2 separate regions of the Drosophila melanogaster genome follow, and region 2 is linked to region 1. Evidence: chromatin contacts called from public Hi-C data. All regions are on one chromosome and are shown on one strand. The core of a region is the stretch at or near the end of the contact, and the rest is flanking DNA. Distances in the headings are between cores, read along the strand shown. Region 1 overlaps smal (smoke alarm). Region 2 overlaps Ddr (Discoidin domain receptor).

Region 1 (5,197 bases), core at 1,249-3,748:
AAGCTCACAGGATAGATATATCGATAGATAGGCGGCGCAAGGCAGTCGTTGGAATTTTCCAATAATTACCAAAAATCACATAATTACACGTAATTAGGGACCTCCTACGCACTGGGCGCACATGCATATGTGGATAATGATGATGGGGCTGCTCAGGTGGGCAAACGACCCTTATCGATCATGATATGTGGTGGATATGGAAGTGGGTGGTGCGTTCGAACGAAAATATTAATTATTATTCAAGGCCTTCGGACTGCCTGGACCGCCTCGTTTAATTACATGAATTACGCCGGAGCTGGCAGATAAGACCTACTCCTCCTCCTCCTCCTCCTCCTCCTGCGACACGATATTAAACCGAATGTAAACGTTATATGGCATATTTAATTAACTGCAAAGACATTCGGGGCAGCGCGTTTTTCAATTGCCTCCGCTGCGACGAAGTTCACGCAATGCCATGGAGCACTGGGGGGCAGCAGGATGGATGCCTCCACCTCCGCTGTCTGTGTGCCTCGTTATTCGCGTGCCAGCATGCGATCCTTATTTGCGTGTCGCGACTGTTGGCCAAAAAAAAGAAATGAGCAAAGTAAGGACAAGTCCTTGCTTAAGTGCGTGGAGTTTTTCTTCACTTTTTATTTTTGTTGGTTTTTTTTTTTATTTTTGGTCGCCAAGACAGCGAGCAACTGCAATATATAAAATGTAATTTCTCTCCGCCTTTCTTGGATGTGGCACGCAAGCCAAACTGTAACAGCAACAATGTCAACGCGCTTCTGGCTGATGACTCAAATTGAGGATACCAGATGGATGGATGGATGGATGACTGAGTGGTCCCAGTGGAATTGCCGGAACTCAAAGGGAATTGGAAAGCAGCCTTAAGTGTGGACAAAGCACTACCCATTTAGTGGCACCCACCTGGCAGCTCTACTTTCAATTGCCCAACCTCTCGAAGCTGAAGTTTCCCTAGGTTTCAACACCAAGATAGTGAGCTAGTGGCTCGTAATGCCCTAAAATGCCCATAAATTATGGGCCCCCGAACAGTGGGTTCCATAAATCGCCGGCTTAACGCTAATCAGTTGCTGGCTGCATTTATAATGCACTCGAGCATATGCAAACCCAATTCCCTTTCCCATTGCCATACCCCTTCTCCATTTTCGATTTGACGATATCAAGAGCTGTTGTTAAATCGTAACAAATTCCAGCTTAGCCACGCTTTCGATGTCAAAGTGGGGAGATAATCTCACTGACTGGTGGGTCGGTCGTATGAACCCTATTTTTTTTACGATTGTGGCGCTTTAACCCTAAGCGGAATACTTCGGGAGCGGCTATAGGTGGGGCCAAAGGGCCCCATTCAAATGCCAGCAGTTTCCGAAATTTATGGCCTGAATTTATAAACAATTATGATTCGATTCGGGCATGTTTTCGAGCAGATTAATGATCGCGTAATGAAATCGACGCGACCCCAAGAAGGAGATTTATTGATTTCTTCGCCCACTGTCCACTATCCACTGGCCGTCTGGCACTTGTCTAGACCCATCTGCTGTTAGGGCCAACAATGTGGCCCACTCGGGGCACAATCCATTCCCATCTTATCTTGTTTAATTTGCATATGAAATGCGCCATGTCGGCTCTCCTGTTCACATTCACATTCCCCGTGGCAAATCAAATGATAGTCCGCAAAATGTGAGCGGTCAGGAGGCTTGCATGTCTGCCACCCCCGAATCCATACACATCCATATTCAAATCCAAGTCCCCCGTTTCGTCGCAAATGGGCGTGCCGCAGCTAAAACTTGGTGCTCCCGCGCACACAAATGGCGCCACTTATCAGGGGAACTCGTCCCATTCCCAGGAGCCAGTTCGTAGTTCCTAGTTCCCCTTGTACCATCACCCCGAAGTCCCGCGACCAAACATTGCGTTAATTTACGGAAAAATTTTCAACTTCCGCGCCTTTTTCCGCTCCTCGGGGGCATTTGGGGAACTTGGGGCTCTACAAATTGTCATTAGGCGCGTTTCGCTGGCCAGTTGTGTACTATTGCTGCCGGCGGAAAAGTCGCCGCCCAGCCCATGGAAATTATAGAAAAATTTGTTTGTCCAGACTTGTTTCTGGCCCGTGGACTACTTGACAATTGCGTGCAAAAAATCGACAAAGTAAAGGTTAGGAGCAGCCGCCGACCAGGTTGGTCATGTTGTTTGCGTACACTGGGAAAAAGTGTGGCTGACATTCAAATAAAAATCTCGAAGATGCAGTAATGACAGTAACTCGCTTGCAATCTGTTAGCAATGGATAATGCTAATGAGATAACAAATTCTCTCAAATCTGATGGTGCATTGTAAACACTCCATTTCAGCAGTGCACTGAGTTGTTTCAGAGTTTTCCTGTTCTTTTTCCTTATTTTTTTTATTTATTTTTTTGTTTTGTTATCGGACGACTGACGGGACATGGTGTTCAGCGTGCCCGGCATGTCGTCGTCTGGGATTTCGATTTCGGTCGGGTCTAGCCGGGAGAATCGGATTGGTATGGGATGTTTTTGCAACGTCTGCACGCGATATATATTTCAAGTACAGTGCTCATGGCGTTGAAAAGAAATCCCGACCATCAAGTTGCGGTGCCCCTATGTTGGGAAAGAATCAGGAATGCGCTACACTTGGTTCCATGGAGCGTAGCAGTCACCTTGATTGGATTACGTGGTTCGGGCCAGACGTTGCCTGGATATTTCTTGTTATGTGGTGGGCATAGTCCTCTGACCTGGGAACTTGGACTCGCCTGTGTGGGTCATGCGATTCGGGGGCGACTTTGAGGGTTTTCGCGGAACATGCATATAATGCGGTAAGTAAGGTCTAATGGAAATTATGGAATTTTTGGGGAAGGTTGAACATGGTAGTTAAATAAACAAAACTTGGAGTGAAGTAAATGGTTTCCTTGAGCTAAAAACTTTTACGTTATGCTGGAAACAAGTGGTATGCATTAGTTATTTAAAGTGGCTCCGAATCGCAGATCATGCCAGGCCTTATAAGCCATCTGGAACTCGAGCATCTGGACACTCCGCATGCCGCATGCCACGAGTGTCCACAAGCCAATCGTGCGAACACTTAAGCCGCTTTTGCTCCTCTAATTGCAAACAGGCTGCCTCTCGGGTTTGTGGAATGATAAATTAGCGCTGACACTAAAACGCTGTTAGCCCCTCCGCACTATCATTGCTCATGTCAAGCTCTTATCGCCTCCACTTGGATACGGCATCCCCTACTCCCGCGACTGTACTCACCTTCCCATGGACAACCGACGATCTCGGCGCGCAGACAGACGGTTCTATCGTACTGGCCATACGGATATATGCGAATCTTGGAGGCGAAGATGATCGGCTGCAGGGCATTCTCCACCTCGCTGTATGTGTTGATATTGCCGGGCAGAATCTGTGGAGGATAGATGAGAGATGGGATTAGCTGGAAGATATGCTCTATGCTTGGCTTCACAGTGGACACCTACCTCCTTGCCCTGGATGTTCTTCCAGCGCTGCCACTTGTCGAAGCCCGGTCGCCAGTACTCCAGGACATAGGCCTCGGTGTACTCCTGACCCTGACCCTTGCCATAGCGACCCTGGGTGCGGATCGCCGTGATGACGTGCGTCTGCAGCAGATCTACCTGCAGGTACTCCTTCAACGCATTCGACACCATGTGCTTGGGACACCAGGCTCCTCCGTCATTATCGGTTTTCAGTCTGGAAAAAAGGAGGATGCAGAAGGCACAAGTTTATTAATCAGACTCTCTCTACAGTAGCCGCGAAAACCAGTTGCTGGCGTGATGGTGTGGGTTGGGCATATGGGGGGGATTTTTATAAATTAATTGACATTAAGCGTTCGGCACCACATGGAGCCCCCCCCCCCCCCTAACCAACCAAACACCCCCCCTAACCAAGCCCGGCAAACGAAACGCTGCCCCAATCGCAACCACTGGCGTTTGTGGTGCGTCGTCTGGCAGCTCGTCTCGTTCGTTAAGCTGTTTGCGGTTTTAGACACAGCAGGATGTTGTCTGTGTAATTAAGGATTAATTTAACCTATTCCCGGACGGACAAACTTTAAGCAATTTTCAGCCCCTCTGCCAAAGCCGTCGATACGTTAACCACTACTACCTCGCCATTCGGTTTATATTTCAATTAAGTTTTACATGCTTGATTGCATTTCGGCTGCCTTAATGCCTGGCCATTACTCATGGGCCAGCTACCAGGCAAAGGCATAGGCCTAGACCCACTTCGAACCCAGTCAAGTCAAGTGAAGTGACTGGAGTAGTCCTACTCCTGGCCTCCGGTCCTCCTGTTGGCTTCGTGGCAAATTGCTTCATTTGGCCGCTCGAACCGGCGGCTGCCAGCGGGCTATTGGAATTGAATTCGATTGCGATGTTTATTTGCCGGCCAACTGGGATTTTAAGTGCATGCTGTGGACTGCGGACTGGGGAATCTCTAAAAAAAATGTACATGCTACGCCCCAGCCTTTGGCGAATGGCCATTAGTAGAGCGCTTCCGCGTGCATTGAGACATCGTTTAGTTGGGTTCGCACGAAATAGCCATGCAAATGATGCACTAAGATGCCTTCTTGCCAAATACTCTGGCTGGAGAGGCGCTGGAAAATTTTAATTATATTACAGCCACAGTTGAGCAGAGAGGTCAGTTTAATCTTCATAAAATAAGGTTTTCCGCCGCGTCCGTCCTTCTTCGGTGTCCAAAGGCCCCCCCAAATGGCAGGCAGGAAGGAAAAAAGAGTGGAGAGCGAAGCAAACAAACATCATTTAAAATGCTAATATCCGCAGTTATGTGCCTTTCAACTTGACTTTAATTATTGTTATTGCCAGAGTTAACAATCTGCGCCACCGTCGTCGACTGCTCATTCCGAGCGCTGATGGACTGGCTAACTGCCTGTGCGGACTCCAACCGGAGGACTCCGACATCTAATCGCTTGTGTTTCGGTTCGGATTTTTTCCCTTCTCATCGCCGTAATATGTAAAAGGTTGTAAACGTAATGGCCGCCTGGCGGTGGTGGACGATGGGCGCGGTAATGAAAATCAAACAGCGCCAACTGTCATTAAACTAATCTCCGTAATTCAATAGCCCCAGACGGGGACCGCAAACCGTCATCGCAGCCATCGCGCAGCAGTCATCTCATGGCCTCCTGAGGACCCCGATCCCCGCCAGCAATTTCTCGTAAGTGCATG
Region 2 (5,197 bases), core at 1,793-4,292, 94 kb before region 1:
GTACTTTTTATAGCATACTGAATATTACTGTGAAAAAATTAAAGACACAATCGCGTGTTCAATTAGCACGAACTAATATAAATGAGCTGTGGTAAGCAAATGTATTCCCCAAACGAAGTGGTTAAAACTGACTGCTGACTGCTGGGACTTCAAAGGTATGTGCATTCTGCATTCTATAATTTGGTCTAGATTTGTTGGGACCATCGAAAACATCGATCTTGGAAGGCCAGATTATATTTACTTGCAGTATGGTACACACATCATCGGAAGGTATTACATTTTAAAACAAAATGCAATCCGAGGCTGACGACTGCGATGAAAGCTTCTGGGAATCCGGCCCGGCTCGGCTGCTCATTGAGTTGCAAATTTCAAATGCACAAAAGGAAGGCAACTCATTTAATTTTTACAATATCCCAGTGCTTCACTTCGGTTCGGCTCTTAGTTCTGTTTCCACTGGAGCATATGCTGCCGGATTCCCCTGCGCGCGCGCCTGTGTGTGTGTCTGTGTGTGAGCACTTCCGTTTCCGCTGCAACGTCACAATGGCAGCCGAGTTGCAGCAGCAGCAGCAGCAACTTACTTCCCTCCCCCCCCCCCCCTCTCCACCCGGCCGCTTTGTATCACTCTATGCGCAATTGCACACGGCAAGGAAAAACAAAGCTGCCGGCTACTGGTGCTCATGGGTGAGTCAAGTAAAAATCGGTCCATATACGTACATATGTATGTATGTACATACATGTGTGTGTAAGCTCCCACCCATCACGGTTGGTAATAAATTTTGCGCCATTGAGCGAGAGTCGAGCCCTTCTTGATCGAGTCTGCAAGCTCGTTTTTAATTAAATGCGCAGCGATTTTTAGTGTCAGTGGGAATTTTCAATGGATGAGAGCTGTGTTTGTTGCTGCCGCAGTTTATGTTTGACTTTGCCACCGTTGGCCCTCACGTACCTTGTTGTTTTTGCCATTTTGAGGGCTTAACATTCAGTATACTTTTAGCGGCGCTCAAAGGATGCAGGATTTCAAACTACAAACACACACTTTCAAGACTTAATTTGTAATAGCTCGATGCTGTTAAAGATTATGTTATGTATACTCATGATTAAACTAAGCTACTTTAAAGAATAGCAATTGCAGTTAAGTATATTCATAATCTAGTCATATGTTAGCTTTTACCCTTTTAGTTTGATTGACTTTGCTTACCTGATATGAACGTTATCTCGCTTATCATCATCCAGCGGGCGGCAAAGTATAGATGCAACTGCACGTAGCGCCCCAGACGATGATGCAACTTGATTGTCACATCGCGTGCATGATCCAAAACCAGATCGGGCATATAGGAAAACTGCACCGGCTCTCCAGAGAAGTGGCGGCCGCCAATGCTGAAAAACACTTTGGCATGGACGAAAACCTGAAATAAGGAAACGGATCGACGGATTATAGTAAGGGAGCAAAATGAACAAATCTTTGAATGGGTTTTGCGTTCAAAGAATTGTTACACGAAACCAATTAATTCTTGCTCGCGGCTTTCCCAGATAATTTATACAGAGTTCAGATACATAGTTGTATTAATTAATATTCAACCATCGTAATCAGCAAATGCATGGACAGGTGTTGGTGCACACACCTTTTTTCGATTGTGTGAACTTTGATTCGTATACAATTAGTATTTGTAATCTTATGCCCTACCGCCAATTTTGGTTAGAGTCACAAAATTGGTTATGGTCAGTTGTGAAAGCGACTTGTAGTATAGTCAAACAAAAACACCTCAACTTCTTAAATGGCTTGGACTGGTAGTATCGCCTATTTTTGGACAGCCGGATGTAGAGTGTTGTGTGAGTTGTAGTTTGCACCTAAGAATGGCTAATGAGTTGTACATCTAATGTCTCAAAGCTAAAGCTAAAATTGTTTAAGAAATATAAGTACCGTAAATCAATAAGCCACCACCTTGACATCCAAGACAAGTTGAACACTTCAAATCAAATTAACATCAAGAATGATCAAGAATATGTTTATAATTACAATATGTGTTAGCATCTTAATCTTTGTATCACATTTATATGCTAAGGTGTATAAATTTCGGAAAAAAATCTAATTATTGGAGTTCCGTTCCTTAATAAACCGCAAACTTTACAGCCAATTGGCAGCAGCTTTAAAGCGGCATATAAAATTTCAATTACCACAAATCTCGGATTTGATGCCGCCACTTGGGGCGCAGATGGAGTTTCTTAGATTCACCTGGAGGCATGGAGGCACTCAAGACCCCATTAGCCGCTCAATTCTGGTTTCGGTTGCCCCGTAATTTACAGAGCCTCTATGTCGTCGGCTGTTATGATTTTCATTTTTACGACTTTTCATTACCATTATCATTCGGTTGGACCAGTCTTCGCTATCAAACGACCCATTAGTCATGAAATTACGAAGTGAGCTTCTCAGCAGATCAACGTTGGCCACTTTGCGGTCGTGTCGTAAATAGTGGAAATGCCATTTATGACGCATTGATAAGCCTCAAAATTACACTGAGTGCGTTTTAATTATGAGACGCGTGTGGCCCTCCACACACCACCTGTTGGATCAAAAGACAAGCCAGCCCAACCGCACATCGTGGTCAGTGGTCTGGCCAAGATTAAGGACTTTTTTCCCATTCACTTTGAGGTCTGTTTGTTTGACTTTGCCCTCAGCATTAGTAATGAGCAGCTCTCATCCCACCAAAATGCATAACAAATATACTGTCCAGATTAAACGGGTATGCAGTCGTAGCCATCTTAATTAAATAGGTATAACAATATATAGTTAAATAGCAATATGTTCTTTAAAAGGTATTTTTAAAAACTTGAGAGATTAACGAAAAATGTTTATGGCGTTCCTTGAACAAGGTGGGAGTGTTCGAAAAAAGTAAACACTGTACAATCATTTTTGTGGCATAGCTATTTGTTTACATGGCATCCAGAGTTCAGATAAAGATATATGTATGTGCACTTTTATTTATATATACGCACTCACGCTGTTTGTTTACTTTCGATAAAGAGACTGCAGTGAGTAAGGAAATGACTTGATAATGGGTGCACTGGATACCCCGCGATTCCCCTCCATTCCATACTCGTAAGTACTCCGAGTCGGACCCCAAGAGCTCCCCATATCAATTTTAGTTTGTTTAGGTTCGATTGCGTCTTCGGTTTGTTTATAAAAAGCGTTTTTTTTCGATTTTTTTATTATTATTGCTTTGGGTGGAAGTTGCTGGAAATGTTTAGCTCTTATTTGCTCATTTCGCCGCCAGTTTGTCTGGCGAGGGACCCCCATTTGTGGTTCCAGGCAACCCATTGCGTTTTTGCTTTTACGATTTACTTCAACGGAATTTTGTAGATGTGGTGATTAAGTGAATAGCACTAGTTAACAAGTAAAATAAAAAATTAAGTAGGGCAAGCAAGATTACCTTAAGATGTGTTTAATCATTGATTTAAGGGCTTACGGAAAAAGCTTGATTTTAGTTGGTTTTTGTGTTTAACTTTTTATTTACCTGAACATCTTTGGAAAACATGTTGTTGGTGTGTATGATAACAGCACTTAAATTCCGAACTGTCTCAAACTCGAATATGATTTCAACTGGACGCCCGAGCAAAGTGTCGTTTCGCCAGCCAATCCATTCGTAACCTGACAAAGTGTTACAATTTTCAAAAGAATTGAACTTTAAAATGCTTCGACAATCGTACCTTTGCCAAGGCCATTAATATCGGCTCGAAAGTTGTCCTTGCCCCGCTGACCATCAACAAGTTGGCCCAAACCGTTGACATAATGATCACCCTCCTCGTATCCATCGTAGGTTTTGTCCGACAGATCGATGTCCATGCCCCTCTGCATGCCCTTGGGAATACTGTACGATACAATTCCCTCTGCAAAAGGGAAATAAATATATTTTAATAAAAATATATAAATATTCGCAGAAAATTAATGCTCAGATTATCATTTTACGGGAATTGAAAGTGTACTTTCCCATCGCCAAACTTAATTTTTGAACTAGTACTTTTAGTCTTCGGACTCGTAATAATTTATTTTCTGTCCGACTTTCATTACATTGCAGCTAAGGCCTCAGGCCACGAGTAAGATCGAATGGGGCGATATAGGGGTCAGGGGTTCCAGGTTCCTATGGTGTGGGAGTGGGGTCGGGGTTGGGGGCATAACTCATGGCAAGCGAATGGGCACCTACCTTCCCAGGCACAGCCGACGATCTCGGCGCGCAGGCAGACGGTGCGATCGTACTGGCTGTAGGGATAGAGTCGCACCTTGGACGCAAAGACGCTGGGCTGGAGCACGTTCTCCACCTCGCTGTAGGTGTTTATGTTGCCGGGCAGCACCTGGAACGAGAGAAGGGAGTTGGGGCCCAATTGGGGCAGGCATTACAAATGGGTGGCTGGCATGTGGTGTGTAGGTGGCAACCTGATCGCCAAAATACTATCATGAGCAGGCGAAATAAAAACAAAAGCGCTAAAATTGATTTCACATTGCTGGCAGCCAGCAAATCGATGGAACGGGTTCGAGTTCGCTTTCCAGCCGCGACACCTACGCAATTTTCTCAACTCCTCCACTTGCCAGTAATTCGCACGTAAATTGATTCGCTTAAAGATTCAATATCTTCAACACACTCTCCGCTCGAACCCAAGTCCCCAGATGGTTCAGATGGTTATCTACACTTGCCCCGGCCTGCTCATGATTAATGTGTGAATGGACAAAGCATAGAGTATCTTCGCAAACAGACTTTTTCTCACAGAGATCCTATTTGTTTAATGGTTTATTCCGATATAAACTCACTTTGGAGTAAACTAAAACTGTGAGTTATTTTTGCGAATTGCCTTTTCCACACCATAGTTTGATTTCCTGCTTTTATAAGTGCCTTCAGCTCACCTCTTTGCCTTGGAGGCTCCTCCATCGAATCCATTTCTTGAGGCCCGGCCTCCAGTACTCAATCACATAGGCTTCGGTATACTCCTGGCCCTGCCCCTTGCCAAAGCGACCCTGGGTTCGTATGGCACTGACCAGGTGGACACCTAGCAGGTCGACTTGCAGGTACTCCGTCAGACCACGAGATACCATGTGCTTGGGACACCAAGCGCCTCCGTTGTTGTCTATCTTAAGTCTGAAACGATAGGGAGGTATTAAAGTGAGAAAAACATTTCTCAAACACAATATACTTATATAAAAGTTATACAC

The links. A called contact is a pair of places that touch in the nucleus more often than the background predicts.
Region 2: a Hi-C map of the OSC cell line shows a contact between it and region 1, with 1.8 times the contacts expected there. A contact is called at or near these places in 3 of 107 Hi-C or Micro-C datasets (the OSC cell line, gut and ovary).

What each region holds. Positions count from the first base shown.
Region 1 is chr2L:6,195,057-6,200,253 of dm6, reverse strand. smal (smoke alarm) reads right to left here. Exons shown (of 13, transcript NM_164688.2): 4 at 3,479-3,710; 5 at 3,258-3,405. Among named protein-coding and RNA genes, the nearest start is that of smal, 19 kb to the right of the region's middle.
Region 2 is chr2L:6,289,691-6,294,887 of dm6, reverse strand. It overlaps Ddr (Discoidin domain receptor), which reads right to left. Exons shown (of 17, transcript NM_001298737.1): 4 at 4,892-5,123; 5 at 4,197-4,344; 6 at 3,703-3,882; 7 at 3,510-3,643; 8 at 1,196-1,403. Among named protein-coding and RNA genes, the nearest start is that of CG43922, 16 kb to the left of the region's middle.